Linked DNA regions of Zea mays: region 1 is linked to region 2. The links are chromatin contacts, called in public Hi-C maps. All regions are on one chromosome and are shown on one strand. Each heading gives the region's core, a stretch centred on a gene start, on an enhancer-like site or on the middle of the called end of the contact. The rest is flanking DNA. Distances are from core to core; before and after follow the strand shown. Region 1 holds the start of LOC100273945 (26S proteasome regulatory subunit 10B homolog A). Region 2 holds the start of LOC100282704 (SEC14-like protein 1).

Region 1 (5,332 bases), core at 1,129-3,628, 150 kb before region 2:
TTTTTTTGATATTTTTCCTGGCACACCCTAAGCGTAGCAGCTGGGTCCGCAACTGCACACACACACAGATCTGTGTCTGGCATCCGCAGTCTTATAGGTGTCCGCCCAACACCATTCCATGCCTAGGCAATGCCTAATTGTGGAAGGCGGACACCATATGCGTGGAGGTCGTGGCGACCCCGACGTCCAACACCCAAAGCACACATTGTCGCCTAGGTGACAACTAACGATGCCTCATGAACCATGGACGCAGGTGTCTAAAAATGGAAGGAAAGATAAACTGGGCTGCTGTAATAATGAACCATGAAATCCATTGCCCACCTAGGTAGCCCTACCCCTTCCTCTAGTCTACCCATCCTGACCGCTTCCTGTCTCCACACAAAGGGAACTCGGTCACCCACCACAAATCCATCAACCTAATCAACCCTAAATCCTATGACTGGTTTAAACTACTAAGTTTGTAAATAGATAGCGATCACAGAGGCTTAATTTCAAAAGTAATCAAATGGACACGAACACATAAGCAGAATAATATGTAACAAACATATACCTCACGTGGCAGAATGCGCATAATGGTAAGTGTTGTCATGTCAAGAACAACTCGTGTACCAGCAATCAACTTTTCTTTGTCAACTTTACTTCGGCAGGCAACAACATAACGTGGTCCGCTGCTAGCCTTGACAATAACTTCGAAAAAGACATGTTTCAGTTACTTTGATAAAACTAGGTACATTATTAATCAGTTGAGAAGTAACAAGTCTTTAGCATGACGTAATAAAAGTTCATGTTTGTAAACTTCTAGGAAAAAGAATACGCAATTAAAGATCACATAAATAATTCATCAGTGTTTCATTATTCGTACTAACAAATTTTGAGACAAACATAAGGATTTTTTTTACTTACATCGTTCCTTGTCCAAAGGTCGAAGCACTTCACCGATAATTTGACCAACACTTTGCAGTGATTTTAGATCCTCTTCAGTTTTTTCCAAGTTTTTCTTTGCATTTTTTAGATTCTCCCTCCCTGAGTCCAGATACACAAGTTCATCACAAAAATCAAGATAACAAAAGTATCAGGTATATGCTATGAGTACAAAAATGTTTGCTATCGCATCTATCAGTTATGAGCATAACAAAACCTGTAACATTGATGTAAATAGTATAAGCATAAGAGAATCAATCACAAGAGGGACCACCCGCTATGGAGCATTGAGGAACGGCACGTCAACAGCACCACACTTACAGGTGCACAGAATATATCACTCGGGCACAATAAATCTAGTATTTTGGTACACCATTTGAAGTCACATTGGCCCATATTCATAAACTTCCTCCAAAACTAGTTTACTATCCCAAATGCTGAATGGAGTTGCTCTCATATTATTACCAAAAGGTTATGTGCAACTATAACCAAATAACCAATCTGACATGCCACACAATAAACAACACGAATATAGGACTCTAGCATGAAAGGTAGAGTGACTACGTAGAATCTCAATTAGTGGAGGTAACAACTCTTATTTCCCCCAAAAACATTAACTCAAAATTGAACTCCAAATATACGTATATCCTCAGCAGGTCCGGACAACACCCGCAGCCATTTACAGAATGGTCAACGGCCACTAACTAAATGCAAGCTAACCGAAAAGTGGAAACCATGCGCTTGCATCCAAAATTTCTGACTTATAAAACCCACCCTACACGAGAACCTATCCAACGTAAAAACTCTAAGGCTGAACCGCCGAAAATACGCCACACCCGCCAAACCCAAATTGGGGCAGCCAAAACCCTACCCCGCCGCCGTAGTACCGTAAAATCCAGATCCCCCCATCCGCGATCGCCGCTCGCAAACGCCAAGACACTGAACCCCAGAGACCGACGATGACATCCACGCACGGGTAGACGGGCGGAAGAGGATGCGGCAGTGGAGTGTTACCAGTTTTGACCCGCGCCTCGAGCTCCCGGCAGGTGAGGAGCTTCTTGCGGTACTCGGCGATCGCAGCACGGCGGCGGGCTTCTTCCCCGCCCTCGGCCATCCTCTTCCTCAACCTTCCTCGGCGGCGGCGGCGGCGCGAGGCTTTCTTTTTTTTTTTACGGAGGTGGACCCTGTTTTTCCAGAATGCAGAAGCAGAACACAGGCTTTGCTTCTTCTCTCGCAAGAAATGTAAAGCGGAATTTTTCATAAATTAAATAATTCCTTATGTAAATTGGGACCCTTCTGCCTCCTGGTCGGATTTCGAGCCCTTCTGCTGGGGGCCTGCCAAGTGCCAGGCTAGGTCGTCTGTGGGCTTTTTCCGGACATTGCTCGGAAGGATTACTCAGGCCCGGCCCATATAAGTTAGTGTCACCCCAAAGAGCGAGCAGCCCAAAATTTTCTTTCAGGAATAGAGATGGCAATGTCTAGATTCCTGATTCCTCGCGGGGAATTTCTATATTGAGGATGGGAGAAAAGTTTCTCCCCCATGGAAATGTAAATGGTGAAAAAAATCTCCTTTGACGTCCTATTTCCCGCGGGGACCTATTAAACTTACATACAATAATATTTTCATGTAATAGTTAATGATAAAATAAATACTTATCTTGTCAAGAGATCACTCGTTGTACAAATTTGTTCAATTTGATATACACATAATGATAGGGAAGAAATGTCCCAGCAAACTTTTATGGGGATCCCCACGGGTAATTTTTTTCGTCACCGGGATGGAAAAATTCGATGAGGAATTTTTGGGGGATTTTCGTGTTGCCATCCCTGTTAAGGAAACTGTAACATCCAAATTCCATCATCTAAAACTAACCAAATTTAATTTATTAGTTTCCAATAAAAATTATGTTTTAAAAATAGAGATATAAAAAAGTTATATAATTTATTAAATAGATGAAATTTTGCTAAGTGTTTGTTGTATTCATGTAAAGTTTCATGCCTGCAAACCCTCGGTTTTCCGCCAGTCTCTCGATTTCGGATAAAATACTTGTTAGGCCCTTGATTTATTCAAAATTAACCCTGAGAGTTGTAGTTATTTATAATTAGATCCCTACATGGCCTTTTTTGCTTTTAAATGAATAATTTAAGTCCAAATAAAATCCATTTTTATTTTGTTAGCTTTTGTTTTAACATGGTAAATATTTTAGCACAATTTTGTCACTAGATTTCATATTTCTAAATTATATAGTTTATATAATACCTTTTGGGATAATAGATTCTTAATAAAAATTAAAAAGAAAAGGTAGACCATGTGTTTTCTTACCAAAAATCAAGATATTTATTTATTTTATTCACATAAAAACCTATTTCGATTTATATCTTAGTTTTTAATAAATAAATATATGTTTCAAAACACAATTTATAATCTTCTAACCCAAAGCCTTGGATGTTCCATAATATAGCTTTTCTAAAAATGATTAAAATGGTGTAGTTAATGTTTATAATTAAGATGTGTCTAAGTTTGTATCCTTGATTTTATAAATTATAGAGAAAACCATTTTTCTTAAAGAGTACCTTTTCGTTATAATCTTTGCTTTGATATTTTTAGAAATAAATAATATTTTCATTATTGTACTAATCTTGTTTATAGTGATCTATTGTATGAATATTGATTAGTGCTTATTTTTATTTATTTGTGTATCGCATAGAGGTTGATCTGTTATCTGAGAATTAGGACCAGTTCGAAGAAGAACCCTGGGAATTCTGTGACGAAGGCAAGTGGAATTCACCGCATGCATATTCTTTTGAACCCAATAACATAGCATGATACTGAACTACATGTTTATGTTATACGCATAATTTGATGGGTCCTATTATATGCACCTAGCTTCTGTATCAACCATTCCTTGTTCAACTAGGTATGCTTTTTAACAAGTAGTCATGCTAGTTGCTTAAACTTAGCTTTATGCTAGTTCACATAAAATATTGATGATGTTCCTTAGTTTTTGTTATGCTGTTGTTATAACAATATCATACATGTTAATTGAAACATGGAGAACCACCTAAAAAAATGGTGCAACCATAAGTGTTATTATGGCTCTAACTTTTGCAATTTTCTTAATGTCACACCCAGAATTAAGGACAAATCCAGATGCATCCCACATGTGTGCCAAGATCAAGTTTCACATGTATGACGACTCATTGTACAAAAAACAATGCCACATCTTTATTACTTAATACAATTTCTGTACAAAATAATTTAGATAAATTACACCATATGACGACAACGATCCTCCACGACCATAGTTATTAGTAGACGACAACATAGACCTCTCCGAACTCATCTTCATGATCCTCCTCCAGCGGTACATGTTCTTGTCCTAGTGTGATTATAGCAAGGGTGAACTCTCATACGGTCATCGCTCAGTAAGTGTGGGAAAAAGTGTAGTGTAAGGCTACCAAGGATAATGGTTAAAGTCGAGCATTGCTTTTAATTTTCTTGGTCAAAAATTTATTAGCAAGTACTAAGTACAAATAATTACCATCCTAATTAAATAAGAGATTAGAGATGAAATATCCCATAATGCAATGCATGACAGATTAAATTTAATTACATAATTTACTCTTTTGAGGGTCTAAGCCGCTCATGACCGTGAGCACGGCTGATATACCAGTTTTACACTCTGTAGAGGTTGCACATCTTTACCCAAAATTCGTGATACACATCTGCTAAGGGGTCATGAATCTAGGGGTGGATATCGAGCCAGCTCGGCTCATTATGGCCAGCTTGGCTCGGCTCGTTATACTAACGAGCTAAACATCTGGCTTGGCTCGGCTCGTTAGGAAGCTCGAGCCATCTCGTTAGGCTCACGAGCCACACAACTAAATACAAAGATCTATGTACATAAATATATATATATAACTAAACAATCATATTTTAAATGTTTAACACTACAAACCCAAAACCTTTATATTATTATCATATCACCATCCTAGCTTCTAACTTTTAATATTAAATTAAATAACCAAATATGTATTAACTTACAGATTTACAAACCCTTATTATAATAAGATAGCAATAAGCACCATTATAAAGCAATTTATCATCAATTCCACAAACATGTAACATTTCATTGCACAACACTAATATCATATGTTGCTAGAAACAAAGTTCACAAAACCATAACCAATAACCAAATATTAAATATGCAATGTAGCTATGTAGACATGCAATAATGCAAATATTTAAGCACATGGCATATCCACACATGTCCATATCATAGATCATAACTACGAGAAAACAAGACTATGAGAGACGAGACGACACCAACGACTAGACAAACTTGTGTTGTGGCTTGGCTCATTTGGCTCGCGAGCTAGCTCACGAGCTAACCCGAGCTGGCTCATTAGA
Region 2 (5,388 bases), core at 771-3,270:
TTCTATAGTAATCTATCGAGGTCTGAATAGCCTTTTCATCTTTAAGTCAATTTCATTTTTTGCTGCCACGCCGAAGCTTTCCTGCTCACACCTTCGGCGTTGTATCAACCTTCGTATTATTCTGGTCTGCTGTGATGCTGACTTGACTCCGAAGATACCTGTTCACACACTATACTCCAGAAATACTGTTAAATACTGTTTTTGAGGACCTTCGGAAGCCGAAGGCCCCCAACACCGCACATCTACGATACAACATCCCACAACTCTTCTCCCATTAATCTAATTGTGGCCGCTCCCGTCCAGATCAACGGTCATCGGCTCATCTCCTACCTCCGGCGTTGCCCACGACGGTGCTGACTGCAGTGCACGATGGAGGCCTCGCCGGAGTGAGGTGTCCAGGCGTTCTAGGCCCCTTCATCTACTAAGGATAGGTGTTGCACGAAGCTCAGTCGATCGCGGACTGGATAGGTGTGTCTCACCGTTGATTGTTGTGATGACCAGTCTAGCCATGGCGGAGCGCGGATCCCCGGCGATGGCGAGCAATTACCGAGCCACCGGGTCATCGCAGCGCCCGCCACCACCACACCCAGGTTCCTGGCAATCTAGAGAAGCTCCCTATGCACCATCCGAGGCATTAGCGCCAGCGCGCTGGTGATTTCCCCCGCGGCGGACCTATTCTCCCTCCCATGGATGCTCTCGGTTACCTCAACTCCCTGGTTGTGCTCGCCCTATTGGTTCATGGGGGGGGGTGCGGTGCTCGAGTCACATATATAGGCACAGATGAAGAGTCCGAGGTGAACTCGTTTGGCTGATCCGTCATACGCGGCGAGCTCCACGCCTTCGGTTGAGAAACAGACGGGAGGAAGGAGATATGTCTGACGGACGGGGCCCACCTTCCAGCGAGTTAACCCGATGAGCGCGTGTGCGACAGAAATGCTAAGGAGAGGGCCCCACCTGGCGGTCACTTGAATGATGAAGCCACTGGGCTGGCAGGAAGCAAGCGCCTGGGCTACGTGGGCATGAATTTGGCCGATATCGTAGTCACGTAAAACTTTTATCTTTTCTAATCCCATTTTCTATTTTTCTGATTTTATTTCCCATTTTCAAATTCCAGATTTAATTTTTTAATTCAAACTTCGGGTCCAAGTTATCATGCAACAATCAAAATATCCAGCATGATGCAACTTTATTTAAATATTTATTTATTATTTTATTCATTTAAATAAATGCTCCTTAATATACATCACATCTAACGAAGGATTTTATTTTAAGAAATAATCTTTTGATGTGTCTTCCAAAAAGAAGGTGTAGAAATTCATTATTCATTATCTATTTATTTTAAAAGGAGGTAATGTATACTTCCTATTAAGAGTTAATTAAATTATATAAATATGTATTTATAGTTTATGAGGAGAACATATCAATAGTCTCTTTCTACTATTTATTTTCCCGAGTTTCAAATTAGATTCAAGTTTCAAAATTTGGGATTTTTTTTGAATTACCAAAGTTATGATAGTACCTTTTTAGGGAAATATGCTTTATAAAGAAAGGAATACACACTTTAACTTAAATTACTTCGTGGAGTTTTTCTAATTCCAAAATAAGATTTTGAGAAATTACATAAGTGTGGATTACTTAAAAAAAATCATAGAAGAAAGGCATATGCTACGCAAACGGCTCCTCTGTCATAACATCCGACGGTTGTCGTGTGGGACCAGACTCACACGTCAGTTGTCCGGTTACCGCAACGTCCATATATGTTACCGGCTTACCGCAGACTGCTAGATATTATCACAACAAACCTATTAAATTCCGGTGCCCAAAGGGACCATCAACGCTTCCCAAATTTAAAAAAAGCTAATAAGAAAGATACTCCTAAAGAAGATGTAACACCGTGGCAAAAAGTAATACCAATACATGAAACGAGAAGCACATGAAAGCACTAATCAACTGCTTTTTATAAAAATAAAAAGGAAATGCAGCCCTGCCCTAGTCCACACTCCACACTTCAGCTGTTTAGCAAGGCAGCAGAATAGCAGTAGCCCATGTTGTTGAGGACAGGTCGCCTGTAGGCCAACCGACCAAAGGGCCACAGCACTACAGCAGGCCGGCCAACACGACTCCGAGTTGGAGGCGACCTCCGCTCCCCTCTTCCTCCCTCTTTCCGACTTTCCCTCCCTACTCGCCCCCGCGCCGCGCCAATCTTTTTTCCCTCTTGACGGCGCACATAAATCCGCGCCAAATCGTCAAACCAAAACCAGGCCGCGCCCGCCTCGTCAGTCCTCAGTCCTCACTTTCGGGCCGAGCTCCGGATATCCAGCGGCGGCAATGGCAGCCGAAGCCAGCGCCGTCCAGCAGCTCGCTGGCCTCCTGGACCAAGGTGAGAGTTTTCGCTCCAGATCACCGGTAAAGTTTGAATTTCTTTTTTTTTGTTGTCGGAGCGGCCGCCCGGCTCGGACTTGGGTTTATCTCTCGGATTTTTCGGTTCCGGGGTTTGTGTGGGCTCGTCTGCTTCCAATAATGTCGTAACGCTGCTTTCTCTGGCTACTGGCTTGGATTCTTGCAGTGGACGCGCCGCTGAAGAAGACATTTGAGGTATGGATCTATGCGTCTCTCTCTTTTTACCTTCATATCGATTCTTCTGTCGAAGTGTCAAGCATGGGCGTGTGTGTTGTATTTAGTCTGCATTTCGATTTGGATCAGACAGAGCCTTTGCTTAGATCAGGTCAACAGTTTGAGTGACTAGTCTGACTTAGATGATCAAGTGGCTAAGTGAGACTGGGCGTTTGCTAGATTGCTGGTACTAGACTACTTGTACTGATGTCTGATTTGGACCAGCCAGTTCATGCCTGAGCTTTTGTTTTCACTTTTCACTAATGCGTAGTCAATTGACACTGACACAGCTGAACCAACATGAATACGGATCTAAGGATAAATTCACAGTTGTGAAAGTTGACGGACTTGCTGATTCCCTGCAAAATGTTACTTTGTTCTTTGATCTAAGCCACACGTTTGGGATCCCTGGGGTAATTTTGAGTAGTTTGACGACGGGGGCTGAGAGGTGGAAGCAGTGATGCTTTCCACGAAGGATGTGTCGAGGAATATTCTGATCTCAGATCCACTATATCAACTAGTGGACAGCGATATTTTTGGTCTCCTCCAGCCTTCTGATATGTTGGTAGTAATGCATACCTCAGCACCTTTCCTCGTGTTTGGTTGCTTGTCAATGGAGCTGTCTTTTGGTTGTTGAGAACTATTTTATAGAATGATTTCACCTTTTGCTCTTTACTTCGTTAATATAATGGCACTTGACACTTATCATCCCAGTGTGCAGACACATGCTGGTAGGCATCCTATGCATCCGGCACTTATGAATTGACTTCCTTTGTTTTATTCTGTCATTTTACCAGTTAATTTTAGTTTGCAGGATAACATTTCCATCTGAAATCCTCTCTAAAGGCTAGGCTTATCTGCACACTCTGTGCTGAGTAGGAGATGCCAAATAATTCCCAGCAGAACCTCTTGGCTGGTGCCTGGTGGAGTGAGAATCAAAAGAAAGTGCCACTTGCAAGTTGCAACAGAATTATTGCCTCAATAACATGAGGCAAGCAAAGTATAAGTGCAAGCGACTATAACTTTCCTTAAAAATGGAATGGTAGACAAGTTTCTCGCAGGATGCTTCGTTTGAGGGATTACCACATTCTAGGTTGATTGGTCTGTTACAGGATCATCCCATGATTTTAGATGGACGTTCCCATTCTGTATTCTTTTACTGAGTTGTGATTGTTAGGGATGAGGTGGTGATAGGCCAATTAATGTCAATCCCTGATCTGAAAAGGTTAATTAGGATTAGATAGCCTATTTTATTGAGTTCAATTGCATGCACCAGTCAGTTGATACTATCCAGTTTCTGAAACTACACAAAAAAACTATAATCAACTTGAGAAGTCCCCATCTTAGGGAAAATTACTATATTACATTTAGTTGCTTAAAAGATTGCAAATCCCTTCTCTTATCTTCTTGAACGCTGACTCATTGAGTGTGTGTAGGCTTTATAGATACACACCATAAACATACTATGTGCAGTATACTTCGCAACCTTAGCATGGAAAAGAATTTCAACTTCTTCATTGATAATAAAACTGAATTTTGAGGGATAAGATTCTGCAGTGGAGAATATGATAAAGTTGAAAAGATGATAAACTTATGCCTTACCACTTGAGTCAGCTATGTTTGACAAAATTCAAGCACTAAGGTCACACTAGTATCTGATTCTTCATGTCTACCCCTGTGGCCCTACTTGTGAATTGTTTCTATTGTACTACTTGTCATAATGCCATGCAAGTTTCCTGGTGGTGGGTATCTTTGAAAACCACCTGCCCACCTTGTTTTAGACCAACTTGAAAAAAAGGGTTAAGAAGCTCCTGCAGTACATATCATTTAAACAACCAAGTTAAGAATCTGTGATACCAGTACCTTAAAAAAGAGCAGATCCAGTGAGTGAGGCTCCCACATGAATGGGGTTTAGGAAAGGGATAATCTGAGGCAAGCCTTCCTTCAGCAAATGTGGAGAGGCTGTTTTGAACCCATGACCTGGTGACTCAGTGAGATAGCTCTCACCACTACACTAGCCTGCTTTTCTGCACCAGACCTGCTCTTCTACGGTTACCAGTACCAGTACCCTTGGCCTTAGAAAGAACCATGAGTATATGTGGTTGTTTTGAATTTTGAAAAATACAATTTTTTGTAGGTAAATAGTTTTTCCTATTATCCTAGGGAGATTGTCTTTGAGCTCTCACATTTTCCTTTTATTTTTCAGAATGTGCATCAGGGCTACCCAACAGAGACATTATTGCGTTTCCTTAAAGCTAGAGAGTGGCATGTGAATAAGGCTCACAGGATGGTGATTGTTAACACTGCAGTTTTCCTTTTCAATTTTCATATTGATGAACCCTAAAGGCCTAAAGTAAATGTTACATTACCCGGGGAAAATTTCTTTTGCTAGCTTGAAGATTCTTTGAATTGGAGGATGCAAAATGAAATCGATAGTATATTGGAGGTAAGTAGTCTCTCAGTCCTAGAACAACCTTGGCTTTTGACTATAGTGTTAGGACGTTCTGCACATATTTAAACTTATTGTGATATCTGTTTGTGCTGGAAAATTGCAGAAACCTATTATCCCAGTAGATTTGTATAGATCAATTCGTGATACACAGCTTATTGGGTTATCAGGATACTCCAAAGAGGTACAGCTGTCTCACACGAGTTATAATAATTTACTTTTCATGCTTTCTGTATTCATCTTAATTTAGCATTGTTTTTTTGAACAGCCCTGGGTTTGAATTTTGCACTTAGACATTTTCATCTTTTGTGCTTTAACAATGAGTT

What was found. Hi-C and Micro-C count contacts between places; a contact is called where the count stands out from the background.
Region 1: a Hi-C map of leaf mesophyll shows a contact between it and region 2, with 2.5 times the contacts expected there. The contact joins the promoter of LOC100273945 here to the promoter of LOC100282704 in region 2. A contact is called at or near these places in 13 of 25 Hi-C or Micro-C datasets (bundle sheath, ear, endosperm and 4 more).

The regions. Positions count from the first base shown.
Region 1 is chr9:96,733,002-96,738,333 of Zm-B73-REFERENCE-NAM-5.0, reverse strand. It overlaps LOC100273945 (26S proteasome regulatory subunit 10B homolog A), which reads right to left and starts at 2,378. Exons shown (of 10, transcript XM_008661540.3): 1 at 1,936-2,378; 2 at 904-1,023; 3 at 551-687. The coding sequence starts at 2,182.
Region 2 is chr9:96,583,301-96,588,688 of Zm-B73-REFERENCE-NAM-5.0, reverse strand. LOC100282704 (SEC14-like protein 1) reads left to right here and starts at 2,020. Exons shown (of 11, transcript NM_001155611.2): 1 at 2,020-2,380; 2 at 2,567-2,595; 3 at 4,820-4,903; 4 at 5,006-5,059; 5 at 5,169-5,246. The coding sequence starts at 2,329.